Regions from separate parts of the Sus scrofa genome. Here region 2 is linked to region 1. Evidence: chromatin contacts called from public HiChIP or PLAC-seq data. All regions are on one chromosome and are shown on one strand. The core of a region is the stretch at or near the end of the contact, and the rest is flanking DNA. Distances in the headings are between cores, read along the strand shown. Region 1 holds the start of LOC100520248 (EP300-interacting inhibitor of differentiation 2). Region 2 holds the start of PSMC4 (26S protease regulatory subunit 6B).

Evidence for each region. HiChIP or PLAC-seq counts read pairs in DNA pulled down with a chosen protein or histone mark.
Region 2: an H3K27ac HiChIP or PLAC-seq map of alveolar macrophages shows a contact between it and region 1. The contact joins the promoter of PSMC4 here to the promoter of LOC100520248 in region 1. A contact is called at or near these places in 4 of 47 Hi-C or Micro-C datasets (embryonic fibroblasts, heart right ventricle, retroperitoneal adipose tissue and 1 more) and 1 of 2 datasets of contacts at active chromatin or transcription factors (alveolar macrophages).

The regions. Positions count from the first base shown.
Region 1 is chr6:48,181,240-48,189,031 of Sscrofa11.1, forward strand. It overlaps LOC100520248 (EP300-interacting inhibitor of differentiation 2), which reads right to left and starts at 4,089. Exons shown (of 2, transcript XM_003127131.4): 1 at 3,805-4,089; 2 at 1,341-3,802. The coding sequence starts at 3,946. The coding sequence ends at 3,327.
Region 2 is chr6:48,401,720-48,409,511 of Sscrofa11.1, forward strand. PSMC4 (26S protease regulatory subunit 6B) reads left to right here and starts at 4,518. Exons shown (of 11, transcript XM_021094383.1): 1 at 4,518-4,716; 2 at 5,570-5,668; 3 at 5,794-5,980; 4 at 7,280-7,426; 5 at 7,511-7,620; 6 at 7,722-7,792. The coding sequence starts at 4,681.

The DNA of each region.
Region 1 (7,792 bases), core at 2,839-5,338:
AATTTCTACAAAATCAGGACAAGATAAGGATGCTTCATTATCATTCATTTCATTTTATCTTATTTTGCTTTTTAGGGCCGTAACCATGGCATATGGAGGTTCCCAGGCTAGGGATCAAATCGGAGCTGTAGCCACCAGCCTGTGCCAGAGCCACAGCAATGCAGGATCCAAGCCACATCTGTGACCTACACCACGGCTCACGGCAACTTTGGATCCTTAACCCACTGAACAAGGCCAGGGATTGAACCCACAACCTCATGGTTCCTAGTTGGATTCGTTTCCGCTGTGCCACAACAGGAACTCCCATATTATTTTAATGAGGCAGAAAGTACTAGCCAAGGAATAATGAGAAAGAAGAGATACAAAAGTTGTCAAAGAGGCAGTACTGTCACTATTTGCATGACTTGTTCACTAAACTAGGAGATTCAAATAAAAAAATCACAGTAAAACAGTAAGAGAATTCAGTATGTTAACAGGGTATCAAATAAATATGCAGAAATGAATTATGTTCAAGAACACAGGCAAATTTTTAGAAGATATAAAAGAAATAATCCTCATTTACTATGGAAAAAACATGAGTTCCTGTTGTGGCTCAGTGGGTTATGAACCCAACTAGTATCCATGAGGATGTGGGTTCGATCCTTAGCCTCGAGGATGTGGGTTCGATCCTTGGCCTCCCTCAGTGGGTTCAGGATCCGGCATTGCTGCAAGCTGTGGCGTAGTTCGTGGATACAGCTTGGATCTGGTATTGCCATGGCTGTGGTGCACGTGGCAGCTGCAGCTCTGTTTCCAACCACAACATGCAAACCTCCATACGCTGCAGGTGTGGCCATAAAAAGAAAAATAGAATAAAAAATAAAATTTGGACCCTCATTTTCATACTGTATGTCAGGATAAATTCCAAATGGTTCAGAGATTCAAACATGGACAATGAAACCACATACAGACACAGACACACATGCGCACATACAGATACCAAGAAAACTTTTGAGATTCAAAATCGTGCAGGCGTAAAAAAGGAGTTCCTGTCATGGCCCAGTGGAAATGAACCTGACTAGTATCCATGAGGATGTGGGTTTGATTCTTGGCCTCGATCAGTGGGTTAAGGATCCAAAGTTGCCATGAGCTGTGGTGTAGGTCACAGATGTGGCTTGGATCCTGCCTTGTGGTGTAGGTCCGATTCAACCTCTAGCCTGGGAACTTCCATATGCCATGGGTGAGGCTCTAAAAATAAAAAGAAAGAAAGAAGGAAACAAAAGCAAAAACTTTCATGCTAAAAGGCTTTCAAGAAAACCAAAGACAAGTGACAACTAGGAAAAAAATATCCATAACTCACATTATAAGCTATTACCATATCTCATTTCATTTTATTTATAGTTGCTAGAGTCAACAGGAAGGGACAAAATTATTCAGGAGAGATGGAGAAAAGACATGAACAGATAGTTTATGGAAAAGGGAATGTATACGACTCCAACAAAGATGTTTAACTACTCATAATGAGAGAAAAGCAAATGAAAACTGATATATACCATTTTTCAATGATAGAGATTGGCAAGATCCAGACGCCTGATGACTTACTGTGTTGGTGAGGCCACGAGTGCGTGTCCGCGTTCACCAGCGGCTGGTGGGAGTGAAAGTGGTATAATATGTATGTACGGAAGGCAACTTAGCAATAACTATAAACTTTCAAATAGGTGCATTTGGCAAGGAATTCTCACTTCTGGAAATTCATACTGCAGATACGATAAAGAATCTAAGAAGCTGCTGATGCACTGTTATTTTTATGAAAATACCTATATTACACCACCCAAGGTAAGATAGAATGCAAATTCAGAGATGTCAGGATATGAAAAGTGAATTGAAAATCAGAGCAATACTCTCTTTGTGCACATGCCATGCAATATACATAAAAGATTAATTTCAGAATTTTTTTTTGCCAATAGAAAATATTGAGAAAAAACATAAATGTCCATCAATATGTTCCCAGTTAAGTAACTTACAACACAACCATAGACTGAATAAAATACAGCTCTAAAAAAGAATGAGGAGGGAGTTCCTGCTGCAGTGCAGTGGGTTAAGAATCCAACTGCAGCAGCTTGGGTTTCGATCCCTGGCTGGGTGCTGTGGGTTAAGGATCTGGCAGTGCCACAACTGTGGCATAGGTTGCAGCTCTGGCTTGGATTTGATCCCTAGCCTGGGAATTTCCATATGCTGTAGGAGCAGCCAAAAAAAAAGAAAAAAGAAAAAAAGAATGAGGAAATGTAGTGGATTGTAAGCTCTTACTGAAAATGCAATGCATAAAACAATAAACATAATTTGCTAACTTTTGTGAAGAAATGAAAAAAACCCCCAGATTTGTATTTGCTTGTGTAGACATACAGGGAGACTGTAAACACAGGAAAGGTACTGTGGGAGTTCCCTTCGTGGCTCAGAGGTTAATGAAACTGACCAGTAACCATGGGGTTGCGGGTTCGAGCCCTGGCTTCGCTCAGTGGGTTAAGGATCCAGTGTTGCCGTGAGCTGTGGTGTAGGTCATAGACCCAGCTGGATTTGGAATTGCTGTAGCTGTGGCGTAGGTCCGAGGCTACAGCTCCGATTAGACCCCTAGCCTGGGAACCTTCATATGCTGCAGGTGTAGCCCTAAAAAAAACAAAAAAAAAAACCAAAAAAAGAAAGAAAAGGTACTGTGGTTACAGCTGGGGATTGTGCTGGTACCCTGGTGGAGGGGGAGAGGGATGGAAGACTTTTCACTGTACATTTTATATTCTGGGGGCATACAGAGTATGTACCAAACTGAATGAGAAGAGAAATCCAGAAATTTCAGATATTCCTGAATATAATTTATCATGTAATATATACAGTATTGACTTTGCTTGCCATTTGAAATGCCTCAGAAAACACCATCAATCTTACACTCACAGCTATTGAATCTGATATGAAGGAAGCACATATTCTGACCATTTCAAGTTCCCTCGTGACCTTCCTGTCCTAATGACTCAGCCGGAACTCATATTCCTACCATGGCTATTTGATAACTTCTTTCACCATCATGGGCTCTATTCGTGGCAGCTCTTCCTCATCAAGTCTCAGTTTTATGAAGCAGTTTTGAAAGGCATTTTCCACGATGCAGGGAAAAGAATCTGGAACAATCACAAATCCAAAGGACATTTTCAAGGAAATGTTTTCTTGTCTGATGCTTTTCATGAGAAGTTTCCTTTTAAGCGGTGCCATGCCTTATTCTCCCATACTCTGACTTTTTAAAAATCAAGTTACAGGATTGGTCTAACACATTTTGAATGCACTGGTTCTTCTTGAAGCAGTTTCAGCTATTCTCTACTGATATACTTATCACAACCAAGTTCTTCTATGAGTGGATTGATAATTTCAGATGCAGTCAGACCTACAGTAAACGTTAAAACATCAAAATCCATCCTCTGAGGATTCCGCTGATATTCGGCATCAAACGCCGCTTCCCTTGCTCTGCAGGCTTCCACAAACCTCCTGCGGCGTCCTTCCAGCTCCTGTATTCTGCCCGGAGCTATGGGGTAGTGTTCCAGATAGTGGCGGAGGAACTGCTGGTAATTAATTCCTAGAATGCCAAGTGGGTGACGGAGGCGGAGATAGGGCAACGCATTCAAGCCTGGCCCGTTCCCGGGCCTAGACCGGGGTCTGCCCTCAGGACCCTCTTCCTCCGCAGGCTCCGCCAACAATCGAGCGACCTCTGCCATTCGGGCTCCCCTGGGCGCCGCCCCCGGACTCTCCCGGGCCTGCTCCATCAGGCCTTGCCTGGCGGCCGCCATCGACCTTCGCTGGCCGCCTCCGGCTGAGCCAGGGCCGGCTCCCGTCTCCCGCCGCCTACCTCTGATTGCGGGACGTCGCCGTAGTCATTCGTCGCGCCTGTCAGCGTGATACTGCTGTCTGCGGGCGGCTCGGGCAGCTCGGACATCTCCAACCGCGCTCTCAGCTCGGCAGCTCTCAAACTGGATTAATCGCGCTGCGCTATCAGGGACGTGCGCGTGCGGGAGCGCTGGGCACACAGGTAAACGCGGTGTGCGCGCAAAACCGGTGAACGCGTAGTCTGCGGCTGAACCCGAGAGCACTGCGCATGCGTCCTCCCCGCGCGCCCGCGAGCCTCCAGGTGCCACCTAGCGGCCAGAAGTGCCAACACGTCTGAAACTGTCCCCTTCACCCTGGAAGGGCTAAGTTGAGCCTTGTTTTATATTTAGACCTTTTTTTTTTCATTTATAATGTTTTTTATTTTGTCCATTATAGCTGGTTTACAGTGTTCTGTCAATTTTCTACTATACAGCAAGGTGACCCAGTCACACATACATGTGTACATTCTTTCTTCTTACATTATCATGCTCCATCATAAGTGACTAGACATAGTTCCCAGTGCTATAGGGCAGGATCTCATTGCTTATCCATTCCAAAGGCAATAGTTTGTATCTATTAACCCCAGACACCCAGTCAATCCCCCTCCCCCACGGCAACTACAAATCTGTTCTCCAAGTCCATGCATTTCTTTTCTGTGGAAAGGTTCATTTGTGTCGTATATTAGATTCCAGATATAAGTGATATCATATGGTATTTGTCTTTCTCTTTCTGACTTATTTCACTTAGTATGACTCTCTAGATCCATCCGTGTTGCTGCAAATGGCATTATTTTGTTCTTTTTAATGGCTGAGTAGCATTCCATTGTTGTTGTTGTTGTATTTTTTATATATTAGCTATGATAAGTGTGAGTACGCAAGACACAACCATGAGGTCGAACTAAAATAAATATGTTAAATAAAAAAAAATCATTTTAGTATCGTAACTGCGACGAATCACATCTTCTTAATCCAATCATCTGTCAATGACATTTAGGATGTTTCCATGTCTTGGCTATTGCGAATAGTGCTGCCATGAACATGCGGGCACATGTATCCTTTTCAAGGGAAGTTTAGTCCGGATATATGCCCAAGAATGGGATTGCTGGGTCATATGGTAGTTCTATGTATAGTTTTCTAAGGTACCTCTATACAGTTTTCCATTGTGGTTGTACAAATTTACATTCCCACCAACAGTGCAGGAGGGTTCCCTTTTTCTACACCCTCTCCAGCATTTGTTATTTGTGGACTTATTAATGATGGCCATTCTGACTGGTGAGAGGTGGTACCTCATGGTAGTTTTGATTTGCATTTCTCTAATAATCAGTGGTGTTGAGCATTTTTTCATGTGCTTATTGGCCATCTGTATATCTTCTTTGGAGAAATGTCTATCCAAGTCTTTTGCCCATTTTTCAGTTGGGTTGTTGGCTTTTTTGCTGTTGAGTTGTATAAGTTGTTTGCATATTTTAGAGATTAAGCCCTTTGTCTGTTGCATTGTTTGAAACTATTTTCTCCCATTCTGTAAGTTGTCTTTTTTTTAATGGTTTCCTTGGCTGTGCAAAACCTTGTCGGTTTGATTAGGTCCCATTGGTTTATTTTTGCTTTTATTTCTGCTTCTTGGGAGACTGACCTGAGAAAAACATTTGTAAGGTTGATATGAGAGAATGTTTTGCCTGTGTTCTCTTCTAGGAGTTTAATGGTGTCTTGTCCTACATTTAAGTTTTTAAGCCATTTTGAGCTTATTTTTGTGTATGGTGTGAGGGTGTGTTCCAGTTTCATTGATTTACATGCAGCTGTCCAGTTTTACTATTTACACTTTTTTATTTTTTTATTTTTATTTATTTATTTATTTATTTTTTGTCTTTTTGTCCTTTGTTGTTGTTGTTGCTATTTCTTGGGCCGCTCCCGCGGCATATGGAGGTTCCCAGGCTAGGAGTTGAATCGGAGCTGTAGCCACCGGCCTACGCCAGAGCCACAGCAACGGGGATCCGAGCCGCGTCTGCAACCTACACCACAGCTCACGGCAACGCTGGATCCTTAACCCACTGAGCAAGGGCAGGGACCGAACCCACAACCTCATGGTTCCTAGTCGGATTCGTTAACCACTGCGGCACGACGGGAACTCCTATTTACACTTTTTTAATATACAGAAGGAAAGTCTCACACGATTGCTTCCTGTTGGCTTTCCCAAGATTACATCCTAGGAGTCCTCTCCCTAACCTTCTTGTTCTCCAGTGATTATAATGCCACCTCTATTATATACCAAGATAGCCTAGATTCACCAGTTATTTTGGGGATGGGTGGGGTTCTTTTTTTTTTCCCATTTATTCATTTGTCTATCTTCACCATAGCAATCCTCTTAACTAATTAAGCTTTTAATAATTTCCCCTGTTATTTAAAAAATTGCTTTAGTTATTCTTGGACTTTTTTTGGGGGGGGCACCAGCCATTGAGCAGCTTGATGGGGGATCTTCTGCAGCCTGGCTGCAGAAGTGAAAGCCCCAAATTTCAGCCACTGGACCACCAGGGAACTCCTTGGACATTAATTTTTTTTCTAAATCTTTTTTTTTTTTGCTATTTCTTGGGCCGCTCCCGCGGCATATGGAGGTTCCCAGCCTAGGGGTCGAATTGGAGCTGTAGCCACTAGCCTACGCCAGAGCCACAGCAACGCGGGATCCAAGCCGCGTCTGCGACCCACACCACAGCTCACGGCAACGCTGGATCCTTAACCCACTGAGCAAGGGCAGGGACCGAACCTTCAACCTCATGGTTCCTAGTCAGATTCATTAACCACTGCCCCACGAAGGGAACTCCTCTAAATCTTTTTGTACAATATCACGTGTAGAAAAATATACGAAATATAAATAGACGGCAGAATGATTTATCACAAAGTGAACATCCATGTAACCATTACTTGGGTCAAGAAACTGAATATTTCTAGTATTTCAGAATCCTTTCCCCCCTCTTATCACTGTCCTCTTTTCTACCCAGAGATGACTACTATCTGGATACGTATGGTAATCATTTCCTTGCTTTTCTTTTAGTTTTACTATCTAGGGGTGCATTCCTGATACTGAGTTTAGTTTTGCTTGGTTATTGAATTTTATATACTCTTTTTTTTTTTTTTTTAGCTTTTTAAAGCCACACTTGTGGCATATGGAAGTTCCCAGGCTAGGGAATGAATCGGAGCTGCAGCTGCCGGCCTACACCACAGCCACAACAATGCGAGATCCGAGCTGCGTCTGCAACCTACACCACAACTCACAGCAATGCCGGATCTTAACCCACTGAGAGAGGCCAGGGATCAAACCCGAATCCTCATGAATCCTAGTCAGGTTCGTTAACTGCTGAGCCACAACGGGAACTCCCTGAATTTTACGTATTCTTGTATCTAGTTTATTTCACACAGTTTTTTGATGAGATTCACTCTTTGTGTGTGTGTGTGTGTGTGTGTGTGTGCATGCGTGCACGTGAGCCTTTTTTTTTGTTTTGTTTTTTTGCTGCACCTGTGGCTTGTGGAAGTTTCCAGGCTGAGGACTGAATCTGTGCCAGAGCAACAACCTGAGCCACTGCAGTGACACTGAGCTGCGCAGTGACAACACTGGATCCTTAGCCCACTGAGCCACAGGGGAACTCCTTCCAGAAGAATTTAGAGGAAACATAGAGGGACTACAACTTGCTAGATTTGGGGAGAAAAGCTCTTCTTACACCCCTCCAGCCACAAAATGTTGTCAAAATGAAAAAGAGCCTAAGAGTAGATCAAATTAAAGGTGTGGCTTTTTGACCCTTTGCTAGGAGTTCAAAAATATGAAGCAGTGCCTAGGAGCATCTCTCAGTTATGGGGATGGTCTCGCAGAAGCCTGAGCTTAAAATAGCAAGAAATCCAGGGGAAAAGTTGTGTTTCCCCCCCAGCTGTATTGA
Region 2 (7,792 bases), core at 3,268-5,767, 220 kb after region 1:
CATGAAGACACCCAGTGAGTAGCAAGTAAAATCAGGCAATTCAGTAAACCCAGGAATAAAAAAATAATGAACAGAAGGAATACTTTACCCAAGAGATTGAAATTTTTAAAAATAACCAAACAAATGCTGGACCTAAAGAACTCTGTAAATGAGATGAAGAACCATTAGAAAGCACTGGAAATAGAGCAGACCATATGGAAGAGAGAATTAGTGAGCTCACAGAGAGAGATCTGAAAGGATACAGGTAGAAGAGCAGAGATAATTAAGATATTTAAGGGGTTATTCAGTTTTTCTGGGTCTCTCTCCTGTTTATGTCATTAAAATTTGATTTTTTCCCTGTTAGTCTATCCCATGTCAATTTAATTATTATACCAACCAGAGAGCCTAGAAAGGTAGAGGGAGGTTTATTCCTCCCCAACAGCTGATGCCAAGGATGGCATGCAACTTTACTGGCTGGATACTACTCAGCAAGATTACTGCAGCAGGAGTTCCCTTTGTGGCACAGTGGTTAACAAATCCGACTAGGAACCATGAGGTTGAGGGTTTGGTCCCTGGCCTTGCTCAGTGGGTTAAGGATCTGGCGTTGCCATGACCTGTGGTGTAGGTTGCAGACGTGGCTCGGATCCCGTGCTGCTGTGGCTCTGGAGTAGGTGGGTGGCTACAGCTCCAATTAGACCCCTAGCCTGGGACCCTCCATATGCCGTGGAAGCGGCCCTAGAAATGGCAAAAAGACAAAAAAAAAAAAAAATACTGCAGCAGATCCAAAACTCTTATAGTAATGCTAAATACTTAGAATAGTCAAAATAACTTTGAAAAATAAGGATAAAGTTGGAAGACTTCCACTACCAAACTTTACAATTTTTTTTTTTTTTTTGGCCATACCTGAGGCAGGTGGAAGTTCAGGGACTGAACCTGAGCCATAGCAGTGACAACGCAAGACCCGAGACCCACTGTACCATCAGGGAATTCCTGAACTTTGAGATTTCTAAAGCTGCAGAATAAAGCTTAAGACAATGCGGTGTTGGTGTCAAAAGAGAAAAACAGATCAGAAGAACAAATAGTCCACAGATAGATCCACACATGCATAATCAACTGAATTTTGACAAAGTTTCAAGGCAATTCAGCAGGAAAATTTTTTTTTTCCCAACAAATGGTGCTGGAACAACTGTCTCTACAAGCAAAAAGATAAATTTTGATCAATACTTTGTATCATATACAAACCCCCTCAAAATAGACTATAATGGATGGATGTTCAAAGTTTACTTAACCAATTGGCTACTGTCAGACATTTTCATGTGCTTTTCCCCAGAGTTTAATACTTACCTATCCTTTACTCCTTATTCTTGCTGCCTTCTGAGTGGTTCGGGCTACTTCCTCCTCTTCTACTCTGGGACCAAGCAAAGCTCTTCATGCCTGGGCCTTTGACAGTAATACTGGTGACAAGATAAATCTAGACCAGGTGTCATCTATCTACTGTATGAAGCCTACAGGTGAGGTTTATTTGGCCTGCCTGGTGTTTTTAAGTGTTCAAACATACTGTCAACATTTTAAAACTAGAAAATGTCCCTTGAACCTCTGGATTCCTGTCTTCGGTTGAAGCATCAAATCTGGCAGCAACGCACACTGGCATGGCTACGGCAGCTGGAGCTGAGTTTCAACCACTGCTTGTGGATGAGGAATAGGTCCTCTGCCAGCCCCCTGTCTTTACGGACTGGTCTGCTGGCTCCTGCACACACTTAGCTTCACCCAGGGCTCTAAAGCACAGATTCAGGAATACTCTCACTCAGAACAAGAGCTGCTCGGGGCTTCCGTTAGAAGGCAGTGTGGTCGAGAAGGAGAAAGCCCCGGACTTGAACCAGGAGAGTTAAATAGTCAGCTGGGCTGGTCCTGGCTCTAATTTGCCCACTGATAGATGACCTAGATGGGTGGTTCTTAACCACGAGATGGAAAGGAGGGTTATAATGAGAGGGCACAGGGAAAGGTGAGGCTAGCTTGAAGAAACTCCTTAAATGATTTGATGTTCTCTTTCTTGAGAAGAACTTGGCTCACCTGTGGAAGATCATCTGCAAATCCCAATAACTATCACGTGAGGTTACGAGCAAAGGCGCTGGATTTGAATGCCAGCTCCACCATTTAACTGCTGTGTGATCTTGGGTAAGTGACCTCCCATCTCTGAGCCTGGTTTCTCATGTAGGACCTGAGAAAGAGGATAACAGCTCCCACTTCAAATTCCACTTGAATCTGGGATTAAATCACAATATGTATAAAATCTAGCACAAGGTAAGCACTCTGTATAGTTACTTTCGCTATCTGCTTCCTAAGGTTGTTGTGAAGATTAAATAAGATAATGAGGTAAAATGCTTAGCAAAGAACCAGGTACACAGTATTCAAGAAATGGCTACCTATGATTATTCTCCACGAAGATTCCAAAGGATTGGATTCCATTGATTTATCATTGCAGAGGCGGCAGAGAGAACTTGGAGACAATTTGATGGGGCTTAGAAGAATAATGGCAAAGATAACATAGGTTTGAATCTGAAGTGTGGAAACTGGGAGAATAGGGAACAAGAGACAAGGAGGACGATGATGGATTCTGTTTTAAGTCACAGACTCTAAGACTCAAGTAGAAATCTGGGATGCCTTTTGGGTGTCAGGCAGAAAGCTGAAAGATGGAATTGAGAGCTGTCGACGCAGAGAAAAAAAAATGAAGGATTTGTTGCCATTGTTTTCCCTTTTATTTTGTGAAAATAAAAACAGTGGGACGTTGGAGTTCCCCCTGTGGCTCAATGGGATCAGCGGTGTCTCTGCAGCACCAGGACAAAGGTTCCATCCCCAGCCCAGCACAGTGGGTTAAGGATCCAGCATTGCCATAGCTGCTGCATAGGCAACTTGCATCTTGGATCTCATCCCTGGCCCAGGATCTCCATGTGCCATGGGGCAACCAAAATAGGAAAAACAAAAACAAAAAGACAAACCTACCCCTGAGGGTGGTGTAAGGATTCAGAGATCATGGTTTAAATTGCCTGGCTAAAAGAAGCATACAAAAGGGTGTCTGGTGTGACAACCCACCACACACCCAGGAGAATGGAAAAAATTTTTAAATAGAGACAATATCAAATGCATGCTCAATTGGTGGGAGTGTAAGTTAGTTTAGTTCGACAGCGTTTACTAAAGCTAAACACATACCTGCCCTCTGACCAGCAATTCTGCTCCTGAATGTGTTCCCATGTTTACCAAAGAAATGTACAAGCATATGTAGTATAGAACCAAACTGGAAGATATCCAGTTTTAGGTACACAATGGAAACCATACAGAAATGAAAACGAAAGAACTATCCCTACATACAGTATTATCGCACAAACATAATGTTAAGTAAAAGAAGCTAAATCACAGCATACACTGTATGGGGTCCCCAGAGAGTTGAAAACCGACAAAAGTAATCCATGGTAGAAATCAGGTCAGTGATAACTTTCAGAAGGGATGAGGGTGGCAGAAAAGAGAGTGCGCAGGGCTTCTGTGGTCTGCTAATGTTTGGTTTCTTGGTCTAAGGATTGGTTATATGGGGGTGTTCACTTTGTGTAAATTCGTTGAACTGTACGCTAATGATCTTTATATTTCTCTGAACTTACACTTGAACAAAGTTTACTTAACAAAACTGTAGCTGGAGTTCCCGTCCTGGCTCAGCGGTTAACAAACCCGACTAGCATCCATGAAGACACGGGTTCGATCCCTGGCCTCAATCAGTGCGTTAAAGATTCTGCGTTGGTGTAAAAGTCGCAGACGCGGCTGGGATTCCGCGTTGCTGTGGCAATAGCGTAGGCCGGCTGCAGCTACAGCTCAGATTTGACCCTAGCCTGGGTACCTCCATATGCCGCAACTGCGGCCTATAAGCCAAAAAGCCAAAAAGCCAAAAAAAAAAAAAAGGCAGAACAAAACTGTAGCTGGTGTGATGAGCAGCGGTGTACCCCCAGGGCCTGAAGCACAGGCTTTGGGAACAGACAGATGGGGGCCCCATTCTGGTTTCTGTCCCTGTAAAGGGAACATAAAGTCTGTCAAGATTCAATTAAGTTAAGCACCTAAGACTTAAGCACAGGGCCTGGTGTAGAGCTGCAGGTCTCCTGCGTGACCAAACTCCTGGCACTGCTGCTCTCACCTTCTCCAGCCCTAAAGCGTAGGTTCTACTTGATTCGCGGCTAATTCTCAGGGGCAGTCCAGGTCTTCCCGCCCCCGCGCAGGAGGCAATCCTCGGCCGCAGCCCAAGGCATCTCCAGCCCGACCACTAAATAAGAAAGAAGAGCACTTGGCCATGACATTCTAACAGACCTCTTGAGAAATTCCTCAAGTGAAAGAGAAAAAAGAGAACCGCTCCTCGGTTGGCAAGAACACACAAGCGGGAAGCGCCCGCGCGAGACCCCGTTACCGCAAGCTATTGCGCAAGCGCACCGCTCCAGGGCCCAGCGCGCGCGAGCCCGCAAGGAACCGAGTGCGCATGCGCACATATTGGGGCGGAGCCTAGGACGAGGTTTGCCCTTCCCTCCACCTGTCCGGCCCTTCCAGCCTTCTCTCGGTGGTGTCTTAAAACTACGTTTCCCAGAAGGCACCAGGTCCTGGCTTTCCGCTGGCGTCAGCGGAAGCGGTGACTGGATTAGGCCGGGCCACACAGAGGCCGGCTTGGTCACTATGGAGGAGATAGGCATCCTGGTGGAGAAAGCTCAGGTCCGGTGGGGTCTGGCTCTCGGGGAGAGGGGGAAGCCGACCTGCATGGGATGCTGCGTGACTTGCGGGATCCAGGCCTGGGTCTGAGTGATTTCGAAGGGCTCGGTAGAGAGCTTCGTGCCGTCCCGAGGCCTGGAGCGGGTGGTTGAGTGATGTTAGGAGGGCAGTAGCGCTCAGAAAGCGGGCTGGGGAAACGAGTGGCATTAGAGGTTCTTTGGGACTGAATAATTCCAAAGTTTAGCAGAGAGTGCTGTGACATCGGTGGCCCGGCGGAATTGGTCGGGTGATGAGTGATGAGCCTTGGCCGTGGGGCCGAATGATAGCAGAGGCTGGGCTGGGAGCTGACTGATATTCGGGGCTTAGCTGTTGTTTGAGGGCCGAGTAGTATCTGTGGTCTGGCCGAATGGTATTTGGGGCCTACCTGGGGAGCTGGATGACATTGGGGCCTAATGTGAGTTGGAGTTCTGTGACTTGAGGGATCTTTAGGGGGTAACTGAGTAATAATTCCAGGACAGTTTGAAGTCATGGTGACTTTAACAGTCAACTGAGAGGGCCGGAACCTGCTTTGGGGTGGGGGGCGCTGGAGGGCATTGGGGGTCTAGTAAGTAGTTGATTTAGGCCCTCGTTGGGAATTGGGTGACATTGGGGACATGATAGCAAAAGACCTGTTTGGAAGGTTGGTTGACCTAGGGGCTTGTTAGTAGCTGAATGACTTCAGGAACCTGTTTAGGTGGCTGAGAGCTTTCCAGAATCGATTTAGTGGCCAAGTGCCTTTATGCTGAAGTGGGAAGGGGACTCTAGATTTTTTCATAAGGGGACCCTCTTCCAAACTGTGTTTCCCTCCATGGTCTAGGATGAGATCCCAGCTCTGTCTGTGTCACGGCCCCAGACTGGCCTGTCCTTCTTGGGGCCTGAGCCTGAGGACCTGGAGGACCTGTACAGCCGCTACAAGGTACAATTCAGACCCAATCCGGACACTGCTCTGGGCCCAGCATCCCATACTTTCCCCACCTTTCACCACTCCTTGGGTCAGCAAGGCCTGGAGCCATACCCTGCCTCTCTCCTCTCTGTTCACAGAAGCTGCAGCAAGAGCTGGAGTTCCTGGAGGTGCAGGAGGAGTACATCAAGGATGAGCAAAAGAACCTGAAGAAGGAATTCCTCCACGCCCAGGAGGAGGTGAAGCGAATCCAAAGCATCCCACTAGTTATCGGGCAGTTTCTGGAGGCTGTGGATCAGAATACAGCCATCGTGGGCTCCACCACAGGTGCGTGGGGGCAGGGGCTGTTTCCTCATCTGTCCATGCAACAGCCGTTAACTGTTTCCTACCATGTGCCAGGAACTTAGCACGGCAAACGAGGCAAGACAGTGTAATGGTGTCTTTCAAAGTATTTTGATCTGATACAAGAGTGGAAATGTGTTTCATATTTTCTTTTTGTGTGTGTGCGTGTATATAACATATAGTAAAAGTTTGGCCAAACAATGGTTAGTCTTACTATGTGTGACAGGCTCTAATTCGTTTTCAACCCTGTTCTCATCATGACTCTGTAAACTACTACTGGATTAGGACCTGTAGTTTGAAAGCATAGGTGATGTGTTAAGAGACTGGGCTTTGGTAAGGACTCTGTATACAGTACCTGCTGTTGCTAACATGGATCTAGGCTCTGCCTTCATGATGGTCATTGTCTCTGTGTCTGATCTGTTTCTTCCTGTTTCTGGCCTCTGCTCCTCGAGACCAAGCCGTATTCTTGTAAAGCTTGTGGGGAAAGGTGTGTGACTGGGCAATGAAATTGCACTGATGGGCTGGTTGTGAGGTAGTGAAGGGAGGGAGATGTCTAAAATGAGGCTTGTGTCTTTGGTCTATAGCACGGAGGGGGACAGTGGGGTGATCCCTGAGATGGTGCCTTAGGCAGAAAAGCGGTTTGTGGGGAGACGGTGAGGGCAGTCTGAGACATCACTGCCTGGGAGGTGTCTGGGAGGCTGCTGGACAGCCAGGTCTGAAGGTCAGGAGAGAGACTGAGGCTAGACAGAGATGCGTGTCATAAATGTAGAAAGTGGACCGGAGGCCCAGTGAGCAGAGTCTGGTGCAGAGACCTGGATGAAAAGGATGGCGCTGAATCAGGGCAGGGTCCTTGGGAAGGAGAGAGGGATTGGCTGGAGAAACATTTCTGGAGGTGGGTGGAAGGCCATAGTGACTGATGGGCTGTGGAGAGAAGCAGAGAAAGGTCCAGGATGGGCCGTAGGGCTCTGGCTAGTGACGATTAGGGATCACTGGCCTCCCAGGGACAGAGTCCTAGAAAGAGCAGCACCATGCGGGGTGGGGGGGAGGTGTCACTGAGAACACATTGAGACACAGGGAGTGAGACATGCCCTGAGGACATTGTAGGAGGCTGCTGGTCACCCAGGGTTGGAGCTCGAAAGAGGCAGGGCTGTAGACAGACAGGGAAGCTGTCAATGTGCATGTGGGCTGTGGAAGGGAGGAGGCAAGACCGGAAGCCAGGGGCAGGGGACAGTGTTGAGGTTCGGGCACGTCTCATTTTCCCCTCTCCCTGTCTTCTTCCCAAAGGCTCCAACTACTATGTGCGCATCCTGAGCACCATTGATCGGGAGCTGCTCAAGCCCAATGCCTCGGTGGCGCTCCACAAGCACAGCAATGCCCTGGTGGATGTGCTGCCTCCCGAGGCCGACAGCAGCATCATGATGCTCACCTCAGGTGAGGGGGAGCCCAGGGCCGAGGAGGCCTGAAGGGACCCTGCGGGCCAGGCTGAGGACCCAGCTGTGCTCTCTCTCCCACCAGACCAGAAGCCAGACGTGATGTACGCGGACATCGGGGGCATGGACATCCAGAAGCAGGAGGTGCGGGAGGCCGTGGAGCTCCCGCTTACACACTTCGAGCTCTACAAGCAGGTGAGGAGCTGGAGCCGCCAGAGAAGGGAGAGGCTGCCCCACGGGTCTCGAGGTGGCGATGGACTCCCTGGCTCATCCTCTCCTGCCCCTCTGTGCTTCAGATCGGCATCGACCCTCCCCGAGGCGTCCTCATGTACGGCCCGCCCGGCTGCGGGAAGACCATGTTGGCAAA